Linked DNA regions of Macaca mulatta: all the other regions are linked to region 1. A link is a contact called in public Hi-C data. All regions are on one chromosome and are shown on one strand. The core of a region is the stretch at or near the end of the contact, and the rest is flanking DNA. Distances in the headings are between cores, read along the strand shown. Region 1 holds the start of BLCAP (BLCAP apoptosis inducing factor). Region 2 holds the start of MROH8 (maestro heat like repeat family member 8). Region 3 has its middle 6.6 kb from the start of GHRH.

The links. A called contact is a pair of places that touch in the nucleus more often than the background predicts.
Region 2: a Hi-C map of fetal cortex germinal zone shows a contact between it and region 1, with 3 times the contacts expected there. The contact joins the promoter of MROH8 here to the promoter of BLCAP in region 1. A contact is called at or near these places in 5 of 14 Hi-C or Micro-C datasets (blood, cortical neurons, fetal cortex germinal zone and 2 more).
Region 3: a Hi-C map of fetal cortical plate shows a contact between it and region 1, with 2.5 times the contacts expected there. The contact joins the enhancer-like site here to the promoter of BLCAP in region 1. A contact is called at or near these places in 9 of 14 Hi-C or Micro-C datasets (CD4 T cells, blood, cortical neurons and 5 more).

What each region holds. Positions count from the first base shown.
Region 1 is chr10:90,384,567-90,387,807 of T2T-MMU8v2.0, reverse strand. BLCAP (BLCAP apoptosis inducing factor) reads left to right here and starts at 1,625. Exons shown (of 2, transcript NM_001190863.1): 1 at 1,625-1,653. It overlaps LOC144332147 (a long non-coding RNA gene), which reads right to left and starts at 1,258. Exons shown (of 2, transcript XR_013399921.1): 1 at 671-1,258; 2 at 1-616.
Region 2 is chr10:90,034,982-90,038,222 of T2T-MMU8v2.0, reverse strand. MROH8 (maestro heat like repeat family member 8) reads left to right here and starts at 1,644. Exons shown (of 24, transcript NM_001193970.2): 1 at 1,644-2,032. The coding sequence starts at 1,746. It overlaps RPN2 (ribophorin II), which reads right to left and starts at 2,134. Exons shown (of 16, transcript XM_077951714.1): 1 at 1,886-2,134.
Region 3 is chr10:90,122,298-90,125,538 of T2T-MMU8v2.0, reverse strand. No RefSeq gene overlaps it. Among named protein-coding and RNA genes, the nearest start is that of GHRH, 6.6 kb to the right of the region's middle. Within about 2 kb of position 1,643, at least 14 of the 40 cell types and tissues checked have an H3K27ac peak or open chromatin away from gene starts, as enhancers often do. A contact at or near this core is called in fetal cortical plate, where this site is marked.

The sequences.
Region 1 (3,241 bases), core at 376-2,875:
AAATATGTATTTCCAGCCCCAGACTCCGTTCAGAGCTCCTGTGTCACATAAACCTGCCTACTCACCCTCTCTGCCTGCATGTTGCCCAGGCATTTCAAACCTAACTTCTCAAAGCCGAATGTGATCTTCCCCCTCAGTCTATTCCTCTTTCAGCCTTCATTGTCTTGGCCAAGGACTCTTTTACCCTTTCATTTACTCAAGGCTAAAACCCAGTGAGGAGTTATTGCCAATGCCTCCACATCCACCCACGTCCAGTCTTCCATCCTTTCCTTCACCTCCCCAAGCCACCACCCTGTCTGAGTCAGCATTAGCTTTTGTCTGGAAAGCTGCAACCACCTCCTAACTGGTCTGCCTACACCCACTCCTGAGTGCTTTCCAAGCCATGCGGTCTGGGTGGCCTTTCAGAAATCCAAATTTGCTATCCTTTTCCTGATGAAAATGGCTTCCCCTAACTCTCAAGAGAAAAGCCAAATACAGTATACAGCTGACCTGTCTTCTTTGGTGCTCACCTCACCCTAACCCTGCCCCTTCCCAGCTCCACATCTGGGACAAATGTTCTTTCTGTCTAGAACATTTCCCCTCTCACTCTTGCCCTAATCGTCCTTGGTTTCTCAACCTAAATGCCATCTTCCCCTCTCACTCTTGCCCTAATCGTCCTTGGTTTCTCAACCTAAATGCCATCTTCCCAAAGAGGTTCCACCCTCTCCCTACATTAGGACTCCATTAATTTCTCCTAACACTCTCTACTTCTTCTCACAGCACTTCCCATGATGTGTAATTATGTATTGATTCAAGTCACTAATATACAGTGATTATATGACTGTCTCCCCGCCTACCCGCCATTAGACTGGCAGCGCCTTGAGGTCAGGAACAGACCCAGGACACCCACTCTACTTGCCCTTAGCACTGAGCTTGGGTACAGTAAGCGCCCAAGGAATACGCTTAATTAGCTAATAAATGACTACACGAACTCATTCAAGCCCCATAAAAGCCGTAAGGTGGGCATTTCATCAGAAGCCGGGTAGGGGCGGGGGAGAGGCTCCCTCGCCCAAGATACTGGGCAAGTTGGGGAGCCGGGGCCTGACCCAAGGCAGTTCCAAGTTCTGAGCCCGGCTCTCTCAGCTCCTGAGCCCTGGCTGCATGATGAAACGCTAGGGAGGGGGTGGACTTTGAGCCACGAGAAGGTTTTCCCCGAGTCCCCGGACCGTCCGCGCGGGGAAGAACTAAGCGGGTTCACCCAGAGGAACACAACCCGGCCCGCCCCGCGCTCACGAAGTAAAGATCACAATTTGCTGCATATGCATGAGGGGACCCGGCAGCGCTTCGGGGCTGTCCACACTGCGCCTGATAAAAATTATTAGGGCTTGAGGACCTCGGCGCTCCCAGAATTTTGTAAAAGTGCGTACAAAGGACTCAAAGGTGGCCTGTGGCTGATATTTAGGGGAGATGGGGCGAGGGTGAGCTCCCCTCTTCGGGCCGTGTGATCAGGCGTCTGTGGTAGGCAGCCCGATTCCAGGATGGGTCCTCGGCCGGCTCCACTAGAAGACGAAGGGGGCGTCTCCCCGGCTTCCTGCGGCGTCCGTGGCGAGCTGAGGTGGAGGCAGGCTGCGGCAGACGGCGACAGTGGCGGCGGCGCCATGGCAGGGCTTGCAGGTACCGTGGCGTCAACCTGCTTGGGGCGGGATGAGAGGCCCTCCATGCGGCCGCGCCGCCATATTGTCCCTTCTGGGTCACCTTAGGCGTCGCCCGGTCCCCGTCACTGGGGTTTTCCATCCGCATACCCCCGGGAAGGGAGGGCGCCCCTGTCCGGCTTCAGGTGATTGCTGTGATTGGACCTAACCTGGGCCTTGGGGGTCCCTTTCCAGCCCGGGGGTGGTCACAGTACTCCTGGGTGCTCGCTCCGGCCTTGTCCAAGGTCAGTGTCCTTGCAGGATGAGGCAGGCAGAGCCGGGGCACGGGGCTGGGGAGCGCGACCACCATCTCTGCGGCCCCGGGTTCCACGCAGGGTGCCCAGCTTGTGAGAGGCCTGTCACTCTGTCCCCATCAGTGTAGTTACTTTAGTTGCTTTTTTTTGGCCGGGGCGGGGGACGTGGGGGTGAGGGGAGAGAGGGTCTCCCGCTCGAGGCCCCGCTTAGGTGTCTGGGGTGATAGGTTGACGCTCTGCTAAGAGTCGCGGGCGCTTCTTACTCCCTCCAACTTTACATCTAAGGGTGGACACCCCTTCGTTTTCCTTCTATAGACGTGGGGAGTGGCCCTCAAGGGCAGCTGAAAGAACGGAATGCCTGGCACACTAATGTCCTGGAAAGGAAGCATGGGGGATGGGAGACAGTTGCTTTTTCCTTCCCCTTTCCAAATCTCCTTTAGTTTCCTTCCAGGTCTTCGTGTCCCATTTCAGCGCTAAATGTTGGGAGACTGGGGTCTGTCCTCGGAAAGAAACAGCCTTTCTCTTTATAGGTTTGGATCGTCTTTATCCCTTTCAGGGAACTGGTGTGTTGGGGACGGCTTCTCTGCCTTGCCTGACATGGTCCAGTCATCCCGTCAGCCTTCTGGACGGCAACACCAAAGCTGGGACCAAAAAAAAGTTCCAGTTTAAGTGCTAATGCCCAAAGTGTTAGATCTTGTTTGCTTGTTTGTTTTAAATCAGAGACTAATTAATGTCAAGCAAATCTGTTAAAAGATTTGATCACGGGAAGCCTGGTCGGTTTCCAGTGACCAGGTCAATTCCATATCTGAAATTGGTCTTATTAGAGTTGCTGCCAAAACCAGTTTAACCTTTAATCTGTAATATGTTGTTTCAAAGAGGAATCTGGGTTAGGCTGTCTTTTTTTGTTGTTGTTCTCCTATCTTTGAAACACATGCATTCCATTTCAAGCCTGTCCCTGTGCGATATACCAAGAACCATGCGTTGCCTGCCTCTCTGACTTCCTGCTCTGGAAATGCTCAGGAATCTGGATCCTGCTGGGGCATGGGCCCTGTGGGAGGGCAAGTGGGGGAGGGGAGGATAAACAGGATCATTCCCAGGGAAGATGGTGACAACATGTCTCTGGGGCATATAGAGGAAGTCAGAGGTCACCAAGGGAAAAGAGATTGTTGTTTGACTAGTGTTTTGTGTATGTGCATGAGTGCACACGTTTAAATCTCTGGTGGGGGCGCGGGGGAGAGGGAGTTAACTGCAAATTCAGAATCTCCCTTTGGGGTGTTGGCTCCTGAGGAGATACACATTTCAAAATAGATATCTAGT
Region 2 (3,241 bases), core at 395-2,894, 350 kb after region 1:
AGTCTCACTCTGTTGCCAGTCTGGAGTGCAGTGCAGTGGTGCCATCTCAGCTCACTGTAGCCGCAGCCTCCCGGGTTCAAGCGATTCTCCTGCCTCAGCCTCCCAAGTAGCTGGGACGACAGGCAAGTGCCACCATGCCCAGCTAATTTTTGTCTTTTTAGTAGAGATGGGGTATCACCATGTTGGCCAGGATGGTCTTGATCTCTTGACCTCATGATCCGCCCGCCTCGGCCTCCCAAAGTGCTAGGATTACAGGTGTGAGCTACCGCACCTGGCTGGAAGCCACTGGAAAGTTCTAAGCAGAGGTGTGATTTGATTTACACTCTAATGGTATTACCGTGTTGAGAATAAACAATACTGTGTGGAGAACAGACCATGCAGGTGCAAGGACAGAGTGGGGGACACCGGTTGGGAGATTACCGCTATAATCCAAGCCAGAAGATGATGGTGGCCCAAACCAGGGCAACAGCAGTGAACATGATGAGAAGTGATGAGAGTTTGTCTGGCTAGAATTCAAAGTCAAAGCCTATCAGAACTGCCAATGGACAGAAAGACCTAAGAGAAAGAGGAGTCAAGACACCAATGCTGAATCCCCAATGCCTTGTGTACAGGCAGGCACACAATATATGAAGATCTAGTGAATGGCTGTGACTAGTTTTTTCCCACCTAGACCGTAAATTCCCCTAAAACAGCACCTGTGTCAGAATCCTAATCTTCTCACTCCATGTTAATGAGAGCAGTAACTTTTCTGACTAAAAGTCGAGCACTTAGCATGTTGGGTATGCCCACGCTATGCTGTGCTTTGCACACACCAAATCATTAAATCCTCACATCTAAGTAAGGTGGCTATCTTCTGCATTTCACAGACCAGGAAAGTGAGGCTCAGAAGTAGTTACCTGCCCTAGGACACATCGCTGAGAATCAAACTTCAGGCAATTTGAATCCAAAGTCTGCTTTTAACCACTTTACTATTCTAAACTTCTCAAATAATGAAACGGTGAGCCACTGACTCATTCATGTGTCACCCTGGGCAAGTAAGTTCCCTTCTGTGGGATTCCAACTTCTCATCTGTCAAATGGTAGTAACAAGAGTACATGCTTCCAAAGTTACGATGAGGCTACATGAGATTCCACCCTGCACGGCGTCTACTCAGTAACTTCCGATGCAGTTAACTTTACTGAGTTCTTAGGGCCATGCGCTGTTCTAAACTATGCACGAAGATTATTTCACTTAATAGAGCAACTCAACGAAGCAGACAACGTGACTAATTTGACTAACTTACTTTACACATGAGAAACTGAGGTGCAGAGGGGTTAAGTAACCTGCTTTGGGTTACACAATGAATACGTGGCCGACTGCAAGTTTGCACCCACAGTGTCACTTCAGAACTTATGCTCCAGGCTCCCAGAGAGAAGTGAGGGGTTTTCTTTGCCCCTTTCACTGAAGGGGAAACTACAGCCGAAAGGACAATCTGGCCGAAACCTCACACGGAGTAAGGGGCAGCACCGGGACCAGAACCTTAGGCCGCCTGGCCCAGGAGCCCGCGCGAATGAAATGAATGAGTGAGGCCAGGCCTATGGCTAAGGGCGGCCGCAGTCCCCACGGCTGGGCCTCGGGGCGACCCGTAGCTCCGCGCTGCACCCCTCCCCCAGGCACCAACCCCTCCAGGTCGCGGGCACTCCCACCAGCTCGCAGCCCTCCTTCGGACCCTCGACCCGACAGCGCCCCAGCCAGAGCTTGTGCCCATGCCCCTGTCCCGCAGGGGAAGGGGATCCCGCCTGGCCGGCTCTCGAGCGGCGACGAGTAGCCTCCCGCGGGCGACAGCCCTCTCCCCAAAGAGTGCTGGCCGTGGGGCCCTATCGATAAGCCACGCGCAACTCCTCACCCGGCGGCGCCATTCCTCCGAGCAGGTCCCGCCGGAGTCCGAGCCGCAGGCTGACTTCCGCTCGGGAAAGTGGCTCCAAGAGCCCGCCACAGGGGACGCCAGGGACTCGCGGCAGGCTCTGCGGGCCAGGATGAGTTCTAAGCACAGGTCAGTGTCGGCGGCCCCGCTGAACTTCGACGCTTCCAGCAGCCGCGGCCGGGATCTCAGTCCTCCCGCGCACAGGGCCTTGCAGTTCCCGAGGACAGACCCGCCTCCCCCCCGCGCCTAGGCCCACTTGGAACCGACCGTCTCGCAACGCTCCTATTCCGGGAGCTACCGGGACGTGGTTGGGCCAGGCCTCGGGGTGGGCCCGAGACGGGGCCGCTTCTGATTGGCGCATCTGCTGTCACTCACTCGTCTTTCTGCTGCCCGGCCCATTTTAAAGGAAAAGGAAGGGTCTCGACAGGAGGGGATAGCTTAGAAGGGAATTTTTTTTTTTTTTTTTTTTTTCCCCCTCTAGTAAATTGTGGCAGTTTCTGGCCGGGCGCAGTGGCTCACGGCTGTAATCCCAGCACTTTGGGAGGCCGAGGCGGGCGGATCACCTGAGCTCAGGAGTTGGAGATCAGCCTAGGCAATACGGTGAAACCCCATCTCTACTAAAAATACAAAATTAGCCGAGCGTGGTGACACTTGCCTGTAATCCCAGCTACTCGAGAGGCTGAGGCAAGTGAACCTCTTGAACCTCGGAGGCGGAGGATGCGGTGAGCCGAGATTGCGCCATTGCACTCCAGCCTTTGCAACAAGAATAAATCTCCGTCTCACCAAAAAAAAAAGAAAGAAAATTATGTCAGTTTTTTCCAAAGATTATCCCTTGGGTTGTTAATAACTGACCTACGAGTGACGTTTTATCTGATTTGCAGAGCAATGCAGTAACTCATAGAGAACATATTAGGCCAGTTTTACAGGCTCATCACGGAAGTGGCTCACCCAGGAACACCGCTCTAATAACTAGCGCCAATTACTGAATGTTTACAGTATAACCCGACACTGTGCCGAGGGCTCTACAAACATTATTTCTTTTCTTTCCTTTTTTATTGATACGGGATCTTGCTCTGTCGCCTGGGCTGGAGTGCAGTGGTGTGATCATAGCTCACTGCAGCCTCGACATCCTGGGCTCAAGCGATCCTCCTGCCTCAGCCTCCCAAGTAGCTGGGACTGCTGCCACGCGCCACCACGCCCAGCTAATCTTTTAAAATTATTTTTGGTAGATACCACATCTCGCTTTGTTCCCCAAGTTGGTCTGGAACTCCTGGGCTCAAACGATCCTCCAGCCTTAGCCTCCCAAAGTGCTGAGATTACAGGCTAATCCCATTTTAA
Region 3 (3,241 bases), core at 394-2,893, 260 kb after region 1:
CAGATTTTAGCGTCTGATTCAGTTGGTCCAGAGTGGAGCCTGACATTGTGCACTCCTAACAAGCCCCAAGGTACTGTCAATACTGCTGGTCTATGGACCACACTTTGATTAGAAAGCTTTAGAGGGCTCAAAGATTTGGTCCCAGGCATCCCAAGGGTCTCAGGAAAGCAGACATTTTTCTGCATATAAAATTACAAAATCACTCAACCACAGGCAAGGCCAGGGAGGAAGAATGCTTCTTGGAGAGATGGCCTCCAAGAGGCTTTTGAAGTATGGTCGGATCTTCACCAGGGAGAGGTTGCCCGAGGATCAGCTGGGGACAGCCTCCTGTGAAGCAGCTTGGCACCTGCACCAAGTCTACCAACTCAAAAACCAACCTGGCTAGCGTGCCTCATTGACTTGTGGCAGGCCCAAAGTTTCCAAGCACGGTGAATGTTCAAAATACTCATGGGCCAGGTGCAGTGGCTCATGCCTGTAATCCCAGCACTTTGGGAGGCCGAGGCGGGCGAATCACTTGAGGTCAGGAGTTCAAGACCAGCCTGGCCAACATGGTGAAACCCTGTCTCTATTAAAAATACAAAAATTAGCTGGACATGGTGGCTCATGCCCGTAGTCCCAGCTACTTGGGAAGCTGAGGCAGGAGAATCGCTTGAACCTGGAAGGCGGAGGTTACAGTGGGCAGAGATCACACCACTGCACTCCAGCCTGGGTGACAAAACAAGATTCTGTCTAAAAAAAAAAAAAAAAAAAAAATGGAACTGGGCGCGGTGGCTCATGCCTGTAATCCCAGCACTTTGGGAGCCTGAGGTGAGTGGAGTTCAAGACCAGCCTGGCCAACATGGTGAAATTCCATCTCTACTAAAAATACAAAATTAGTTGGGCGTGGTGGCACATGCCTGTAATCCCAGCTACTGGGGAGGCAGAGGCAGGAGAATTGCTTGAACCCGGGAGGTGGAGGTTGCTGTGAGCTGAGATCGTGCCATTGCACTCCAGCCTGGGCTAAACTCCGTCTCAAAAAAAAAAAATTAAAATACTCATGGGAGTAACATTTCCAAGGAGCCCAGAGTTGCATCATTGATTCGCTAAGTACAACTGACCTCATCTCTTCATTAAAAGAGCTCTTCTAATGACTTTCCCAGATGCAGACTTTTTCAGAAAGAAATGAAGCTCTGAGCTGCCATCCAATCACAGGCCCTTCTGTTTGGGTAGGACCCTGTGAAGCAGGAGAAAGGACCACATCAGCTCCATTTTACAGAAGAGGAAACTGACACTCAGGGAGGTCAAGTGACTTTGCCTGAAGCCACCTAGCAAGCCCACACCACTTAAACCCGGTCTCCTCTGACACAGTACCCGGGAGCACTCAGACACCTGCTGTTGGTGATGCCACAAAAACAGGCCTAGAAGGGCAAGCAGGGAGGGTCAAGATAATCTGGGAGTCTGGGGTCCAGGCCTCTGCATCCTTGCACAGTGGCCTTGGACTGGGAACACTGCCATCAACCAGGGAGGGGGATGAAAGCAGCTTTCACAAAGCAGGGTCTGAGGTCCTCAGACAGGCCCCCTTTGTGGACTTCCTTTCCCTCCCCACCCCCATGCCGGCTGCCAGTAGCATCGCCCTCTTTGAATGGCTGGCTTGCACACACTGGAAATTTGCAACACAAATGCACGGCTTGTCTCCTTCTCCGCAGAGCCTCACTGCCCCAGCCTTTTGGGGCCTTTTAAAGTCTGCCTTTCTCTGGGGCACTTTCTTTCTTCAGCTCAAGCCCCCAGCCCTAGATGCAGCCACAATCACTAATTAACGCTGGGTTAAAACACGTCCTGGGAAAGTGAGCTGGGCGGCGACCGAGGCGTTCTCATCACCACTCGGAGGACAAGGACAAGGCGGCGGTGGGAATCGGTGGAAGGGGCTGGGTTTTCATTCTCTGGGTTCTTTCTAGCTCCCCATCCTCCCCCACCCCCCGCCCCACTATGCTCTTTCTCAGTGGGTTTGAGAATTTACTGCAAATAAAGCCTGTCACCAGGATGGCTCCCAGCCCTTCCCGCCGCCAGGCTGCCACCAAGCTGCCTGTTTTTTCAGAGCTCAGCTCTGAAAAACTACAATAACTGCTACCATTTGCCAAGACACTTACATATCAGACACCAACATGCATATTTCTTTTTCTTTCTTTCTTTTTGTGGAGACGGGGGTCTCGCTGTGTTGCCCAAGCTGGTCTCGAACTCCTGGGCTCAAGCAACCTGCCTGCCTCTGCCTCCCAGTGTTGGGACTACAGATGTGAGCCACCGCGCCTGGCCAAGCATATTTCTGGTTCTCACAACAACCTGGAGTGGTAGTTCTTATCACCCCATTGTACAGATGTAGTAACTGAGGCTCAGAGAGATTAAGGGATTGAGCTTGCCTAGAATCTCACATGGGGCAAATGGCAGAGTTGGTTTCAAATCCAAATCTATTTGTCCCCTAAACCTGTGCTCCCATTTTAAGCTTCTCCCTACTCGTGTCTGATGAACTCCTGGGTTTACGTGACTTCTCCCTTCTCTCGATTCTTGGAGCGTTTATACGGATACTGTGTCCCTCTCTGGATCTACCTGCCCGGGGTAGTGATTCAGCTTCCTCCTGTAGCTCTTTGAAGACAAGCACTGTGTCCAAACACTCTACGTTCCTCATAGTACCCCAGAAGATGCTATGCGGAGGGGAGAGGCCCGCCCCACTCCCGTAACTGCACAAAAGGGACCAAGCCACTCGGAGCTGGACAGCTAATCCAGCAAGCTCTACGTGGGCCTAATTAGTTGCTTAAGAGAGGTTTGTGAGATGAGGAAATAGATGCTCATTTAAGAATTTCAGGGACAGACCCCCATCGCTGCTGGGGGGAAAGTCAGTGGTACAGCCATTTTGGAAAAGACTGGCAGTTTCTGAAAAAGCTAAACCCTCATTATATGACCCAGCGATTCCCCTCCTAGGTACCCACCCAAGATTAATGAAAACATGTTCACACAAGGTCTCCTACTGAAATGTTCATAGCAGGCCGGGCAGGGTGACTCACACCTGTAATCTCAACACTTTGGGAGGCCGAGGTGGGAGGATCACTTTAACCCAAGAGTTTGATAGAGAGAGACCCTGGGCAATATAGAGAGACCCCACTGCTACAAAAAAAATTTTTTTTTTAATTAGCTGGGTGCAGTGGCTCACACCTGTGGTCCCAGCTACTCAGGAGGCTGAGGTGGGAGGATCACTTGAGCACAGGAAGTC